2 separate regions of the Macaca mulatta genome follow, and region 2 is linked to region 1. A link is a contact called in public Hi-C data. All regions are on one chromosome and are shown on one strand. The core of a region is the stretch at or near the end of the contact, and the rest is flanking DNA. Distances in the headings are between cores, read along the strand shown.

Region 1 (3,482 bases), core at 636-3,135:
TTGAAATTGAAGTACTTGTGGGACATGATGGTGAAAATGTACAGAAGACAGTGGTTATATGGATATAGAACTCAAAGGAGAGGACTGGATTCAATATGGCAATCATGAGGCTACAACTAATAACTGAAGTCAAGGGATTAGATGAACTTTACAACAAAGGGACCGTGGGAAAGACTGCAGTAAGTCTTCATGTTTTATAAAGTAATTATAAACCATGTCTTTTTGTTAAATGACAGTTTTAGTGGATAAAGTTATGTTTCTTTGCAAATTCTGCTTTTAGAAGTAAAATTATCACTGCAATGTAAGTGAGTTTTAAGGAAGACTGGTATGTGATGAAAAATGTTACGGATTTGATTTTTGAGGTCTTTACAGCAAGATTTATACAAATGAAAGTTGCAAACAACAAAAAGTTTGTTTAATATCCAAAAGAAGTTTATGTCAAACATTTGAAAGAACAAAAATATTCTAGAACAAAGAGGGAAACAAGTTATTTTAGAAATCAACTTAAATATAACTTCTATCTTAGCCCCGTGTTGTAATTATTTACTACTTTGTCTCACCGTTTGGCGCTGGGGGCGGGGGTAGGCTGGGGCACAACACTGTGTCTTTTATCTATGTTTAGGGCGTTGTACATAGTATATACTCAGGAAGAAAACCTGTTTATTCCATGCCAGAATGGGAGGTTTGAACAGATGACCTGGAAGGTCCCTTTCAACCCTGAGAGTCTATAAAAGGGAAGTGGTTATTACCGCTTAAAAGAAGTAGGCTTAGTCCTACTTTCAGAGAGCCAATGTTTTCATAGTTACAGAAAGGTAATAGACTGTCAGCTCAACATGACACTGGTAAGAATTTTCTAACGATTATGACTATACAACAGAAGAAAGGCTGTCTCGGAAGGTGGTTAGCGCTGAAACAACTGGTGTTTAAGGGCTGGAAGGACCCTTAGATATCTTTAGGTCTTTCCTAATCTTTTTCATGCCATTGCCTATATAGAAAATGGTATAACACAAATAAAAAAATTGTACAGCAATTTTTGACACATCAATGTCTCAGGCATACTTGTCACAAGTTCTCAGGGCTTTGGTTGGGAAAACTCTGATTTCGTCTAACATCCTCGTTTGCAGAGGGGGAAACTGAATCTTAACGAGGGAATGCAATATTCCCAAGTCGTTAATGTTAATACTGGAACGAGAATTGAGACTAGAGACTGTGGACAACTAGTCAGTTTCCTCCGCTCAAATTAAGCAGGCTGGAGGCCAGACTGGAAGACTGCAGTAGATGGCAGAATAAACAGTCTAAAACTATATTGCTTTAAATGTGGTCCCAAGACCACAGACATTAGAACTTGTCAGACTCTGGGGAACTCGCTAAAATGCAGATTAATGGGCCCCACACAGACACAGAATTAAGCTCTGCGGTAAAGGCTTGGAATCTGCAGTTTTAAGTTTGCGAATCCCCTCCTCTCCCGGTACTATTTCTGAACTCCGAGCTCCCAGCCCTGGCTTGAAACTGAGACGCTGCGCTTGTCGCACAGCACCTGCCGATCGGACCTCGGGGTCCTGGATGCAGGACTGTCTGTTACGTACAGCCTTTGTGGCCGTCACGGGCGGACACCGGCCAACGCCGGGTCGGGGTGCGTCCGCCGCGGTCCCTCCATCACCTTCCTGGCCGGGCAGAGGAACCCACTGCTCCGGGCCGTCGGGGCCAGAGGCGGCTCAGCAGCGCCCCCTCGAGGCCAGAGCCCTCCGCAGGCTAGCGGGTTGCGGTTTCCCTTCATCTCCGCGGCGCCTCTTCCTCCCACGCAGTGCCGCCCACCGGGGACGCTCTCCCGCGCCTGCGTCAATTCCGCCCTGCCCCGCCCCCATCTACCGACCGGATGTTAACAGATTTCCCATAGTGCCTCACTAGTGGCGGGCATGATAAGAAACACCGGAGGGTCGCACGCGGGTTCCAGTTGTGATTGCTGGGGTTTTTCTGTAGTGTCAGGAGGTTCTCCGATATTGGGGCCGGGTCACTGCCTCATCCGCTGGAGCGATGGCGTTTCTCCGGAGCATGTGGGGCGTGCTGAATGCGCTGGGAAGGTCCGGAGCGGAGCTGTGCAGCGGCTGTGGGAGTCGACTGCGCTCCCCCTTCAGGTAGGCCCGCTCGCCTGTGCCCTAGGGGGCGGCAGGGCCCAGGACGTCCCGGGGCTGGAATGTAGACCCCATCCTTCACTGTCTGCCCCTCCTAGGAGTTCAGAGCCACCCTGGTTCTTTGATTCACACCTCGACCTTGCCAAGGGGACTGTGGCTTTGAGACCAGGCCTTGACTCCCTTAATACCCCGTACCTTGTTTCTTGCTACCCTCCGCTCGCTCCTCCCACCCCTCACTGTAGCTTTGGATCCATTGCGCCGCCTCTGCGAATTCGCGCGGAGTGTCTGGCCACCATCTAGGCATTGAGGAGGCGGGGCCCAGGAGCTGGAGTATAGACGCTTTCCTCCACTCTCTGCCCTTCCTAGGAGGTAAGGGCTTTGAGACTTCCGTCCTGCAGTCGCTCCCCTCCGTTTAGGACAGGGTTTTAATAATTCTCTAGCATTCTTGTTGAAGGCGTTGGAGACATAGGAGTATCTTGATGACATCTCTTATTTGGGATCTATGCTCATAATATACATGTGCATATTGACAGTTAAACATCTGATACTGGTTATTTTCTTTTCATATGTAGTTTTGTGTATTTACCGAAGTGGTTTTCATCTGTCTTGGCAAGTTGTCCAAAGAAACCTGTAAGTTCTTACCTTCGATTTTCTAAACAACAACTACCCATATATAGAGCTCAGAACCCAGGTAAGGTGTTTGGGGGCTTGTACCCTTTTCTCATGTAATAAAAATGCCATTAAGCAGTTAAATAGCAATGTTGAATTGCAGTACTAAAGCATTCAGTGACTGCAGGAACAATCATTTGATGTCTGTAAAATAGGAAGTTCTATTTTATACCAAATGAACATACTTTCAATATAAGTGAGAACTAATAAACGGTATTTTAAAAATATCGTGTAGTGTAGAAAGCACCCTAGGAAGACGATAAAAAAGCTGAATTTCGGGCCTGGTTGCCTTTGGTCTAGAGGACCACTGATGAATTATTTTCTCTTGCTTAGCTCCTCCTTTTTCTGCCTCAGGGAATTGTTAATAACGTTGCAGCTTCTGTGGAAGCATCCATAAACTGTAAAGTTCTATGCAAATTACTGCTGCTTTCAGGAGCTTTCAAGATAAGAAAACATAAACGTTTCCATCATAGGAGTTCAGAGCCACTCTGGTTCTTTGATTCAGACCTCAACCTTGCCAAGGGGATGGTGGGTTGTAAAGGATAAATCCTTTCTTGTCTTGGGTTCCTGAAAAAAAAACATTTCCAGGTAGGATGTTTGTTGATGCCCTAGAAAGCCTGTAGGGCTGTTATTTTAGGTTATAGTGTAAAGGTAATAGCTATTTTTTTTCCTTATGATTTC
Region 2 (3,482 bases), core at 545-3,044, 53 kb before region 1:
GGCTGGTGTCAAACTCCTGACCTCAGGTGATGCCCCTGCTTTGGTCTCCCAAAGTTCTGGGATTATAGGCATGAGCCACTATGTCTAGCCTAGATCTGATGATTTTGTAAGGAGAAACCCTTTTTTGTTTGGTTCTCATTTCTTTCTTTGCCTGCCGCCATCCATGTAAGGTGTGACTTGCTCCTCCTTGCCTTCTGCCACAATTGTGAGGCTTCCCCAGCCACGTGGAACTGTCCAATTAAACCCCTTTCTTTTGTAAATTGCCCAGTCTCGGCTATGTCTTTATCAGCAGCATGAAAACGGACTAATACAATGCATATCTGATGTTTAGCTCCCACTTATAAGTAAGAATATGTGGTATTTCATTTTCTGTTCCTGCATTAATTCACTTAGGATAATGGCCTCCAGCTGTATCTATGTTGCTGCAAAGGATATTATTTCATTCTTTTTTATGGCTGCATAGTATTCCACAGTGTATGCCCCATTTTCTTTATCCAATCCACCATTAATGAGCACCTAGGTTGACTCCATGTCTTTGCTATTGTGAATAGTACTGATGAACATGTGAGAACATATATCTTTTTGGTGGAATAATTTGTTTTCAGTTGCATATATAACCAGTAATGGGATTGCTGGGTCAAATGGTAGTTTTGTTGTAAGTTCTTTGAGAAATCTCCAAACTGTTTTCCACGATGGCTGAACTAATTTACATTCCCACTAACAGCATATAAATGTTACCTTTTCTCCTCAGCGTCACCAACATCTGTTGATGTTTTCACTTTTTTTTTTTTTCCTTTTTGAGACAGAGTCTTACTCTGTCGCCCAGGCTGGAGAGCAGTGACTCCAACTCAGCTCACTGCAACCTCCGCCTCCCGGGATTAAGCGGTTCTCCTGCCTCAGTCTCCTGAGTAGCTGGGATTACAGGCGCCCACCACCATGCCCAGGTAATTTTTGTATTTTTAGTAGAGATGGGATTTCACCATGTTGGCCAGTCTGGTCTCGAACTCCCAACCTCAGGTAATCTGCCCGCCTCAGCCTCCCAAAGCCCTAGGATTACAGGCGTGAGCCACTGTGCCCGGCCAAGAAGCCAAGTTTTAATGGGTACACAAGTGCCCAGGAATTGGAGAGTGGGGAGTGTGCGTTGACTATTAGTCAGAGACTGTCAATGGAAGGGAAGGAGTCAACGATGGGAGTGAGAGCTCTGAACTCGGTGTTCGAAGCGGGTAATTTATGGGAGGGGCATACCTATGAGCAGACGATGCACTCAGACACGGAAGATCTGTGCATTGGACAGAAGAGACACCTTTTTCCTCTGCAGTAAGAACCAAGGAGGTAAGTAAGGGGTCTGATAGATATGAGTTTGTGCATGTGTGCTGGGTGAGTAATTGAGATAATTCATATATTTGAGAAAAGACAGTGAAATATTTAAAGGTAAATATAATAAAACCAGCTGTGGCACCTATTGGATAAGGAATTACTAACTGATGATTTAGAAATTCCTTTATGTGCGTTAGGAGCTCATTTGTTATCCCCATTTTACAGATGCGCAGCCCCAGGTTCAGTAACTTGCTCTAAATGAGACTGTAGAGACTAACTCCAGCACCCGGCAGCTCTCACCTTAAGCTGCCTGGCTAAGGTCAGCAGCAAGTAACCTGGCAGCGTCTGGGGGCCTGCGGCCGAGGACAGGGCTGGAACTACACTTCCCAGTATGCCAGGCGGGGCGGGGCGCGGCGGGGAGGGCGCAGGCTCCTTCCCAGAAGCAAAAGCGGAAACAAAAGAGTCTCGCCGGCCTCCCCGCCCGCACACTCGCGCACACTCGCGCTCGGGCGCAGACGGAGCAGGGACCGGCGCCCGGAGCGAGCCAGGGAGCGGCGAACCGGGGACCCACCGCGCGGAGCCAGCTGAGCTGCCAGCGAGCCCAACTCGCGAAGACTCACGCCCCCGAGCCCCGCAGCCGACCCCTGCCGGCCGGTGTCCCCACCGCGATCCCTGATCCATGGCGCTGAAGCGGATTCAGAAAGTGAGTGCCGGGGCCGGGCCTGGGGCTGCGGGGCAGCAGGGCAGCGGCGCCTGCCCACGCTGACTCGGCCAGTGGTCCCGAGAGATATGCAGGGAAAGCACGGGATGGAAGGGTGGGCCGGGGTGCGGGCAGGGAGCTGGAGGCTCGGGCCCGGCCAGCGGGCACCGGACAGGTTAGGTGGGAGCGGGGGCAGATCCCAGGCGGCCGGGGGAGCTTGAAGGCTGGGGGCCCGTGGCGCGCTCGCGCCGGGGCCGCTCCCGGAGCCCCAGGGTAGAGAGCCTCCTCCGCGTCCAGACCGCCCCGAAATCTGTGCTTCACGGTCACGGCTGGGTTTTGCCCTCCATGAGGCTAGTTTTGACCCCTGTCATGCTGTGTTTTCTCCAGGCTGTTTCTTAAGCCTGTCTCTTTTATGTTCTTGCTTACCCGGGCTCCCCGGGAGGGCACGGAAGGTGGGGTGGGCCTGCAGCCTTTCTCCGCGGAGCTGTCGGGTTGGTTCTTTCTCCTCTGCGGTTGGCTCTTGCTCAGTTGCCCGAATGGGCTGGAAAGCCCATTTGCGGCCAAGAAGCCAAGAGAAGGCTCCTGCCCCTTCTATTTTGGTGCCTCTGCTGCTGCCACTTCAGGTCACATAGCTGTAGCGAAAACATAGTTGCTGATACACAACAAGATGACCTCCTGGCTGTGATTCACGGTGAGTCAAGCCAAACAGGTTTTTTTTGCCCCTCATGGTAAACTTAGATGTAAAGTTCGAGACACAACATAAACTGTCGCAAATAGATTGTTTTGATGCTTTGACACATGGGTATAAAATGAGGAAGAAATATGTATCTTCATCCAACAACTGTTCACCCATCTCAACCCTGTGTGTGGAATTGTCTTTTTTTCACAGTATTTATTGCCACCATTTCAGAAGCGAACATCCTTCAGAATTGATATTCGGGCATTTCTTTCTGTTCATTTTTATTTCTTGTTGGTCTGTGTACTGACCCAAGTTTTAGGTTTTACAGTTACAGTTCACACTGGGAACATTGAGAATGTGTTTGTTAAATAGGGAGTGCTTTTCACTAAGTTAAGCAACAATGGTCAGTGTATTTTGTAGTTGTTTCAGAAGAAATTAATGCCCACATTTTTATCTACTTTTTTGACCAGTAGTCCATTATAGCAATAGTAAATGTTAGAGCAGTGATAGTGACGTACACATTGTATTCTGACTAGCCACTAGTGGCATCTTTAGGTACAGAGGACAGCAACTTTTAGAGCCTGCCAGTTTTTTATTTTCAAATTCTAAATCTGTTGATCACCTGTTATTTTTTGTCCCATTTAAAGGTCGTCTCATTGTAAAACATACAGTTAACAATCAGCATCAGCATTTATTAAGTTATAATGTTTTCTTGTTTGAAGATAGTTCAGTTACACGTTGTTTTATATAAATATCCTAATTTTGAAGCCTCAGTCGGCCTCTTTA

What was found. A called contact is a pair of places that touch in the nucleus more often than the background predicts.
Region 2: a Hi-C map of liver shows a contact between it and region 1, with 3 times the contacts expected there. The contact joins the promoter of UBE2D1 here to the promoter of TFAM in region 1. A contact is called at or near these places in 4 of 14 Hi-C or Micro-C datasets (blood, cortical neurons, fetal cortex germinal zone and 1 more).

What each region holds. Positions count from the first base shown.
Region 1 is chr9:91,476,271-91,479,752 of T2T-MMU8v2.0, reverse strand. TFAM (transcription factor A, mitochondrial) reads left to right here and starts at 1,885. Exons shown (of 5, transcript XM_077946735.1): 1 at 1,885-2,135. The coding sequence starts at 1,917.
Region 2 is chr9:91,528,894-91,532,375 of T2T-MMU8v2.0, reverse strand. UBE2D1 (ubiquitin conjugating enzyme E2 D1) reads left to right here and starts at 1,794. Exons shown (of 7, transcript NM_001257863.1): 1 at 1,794-2,020. The coding sequence starts at 1,997.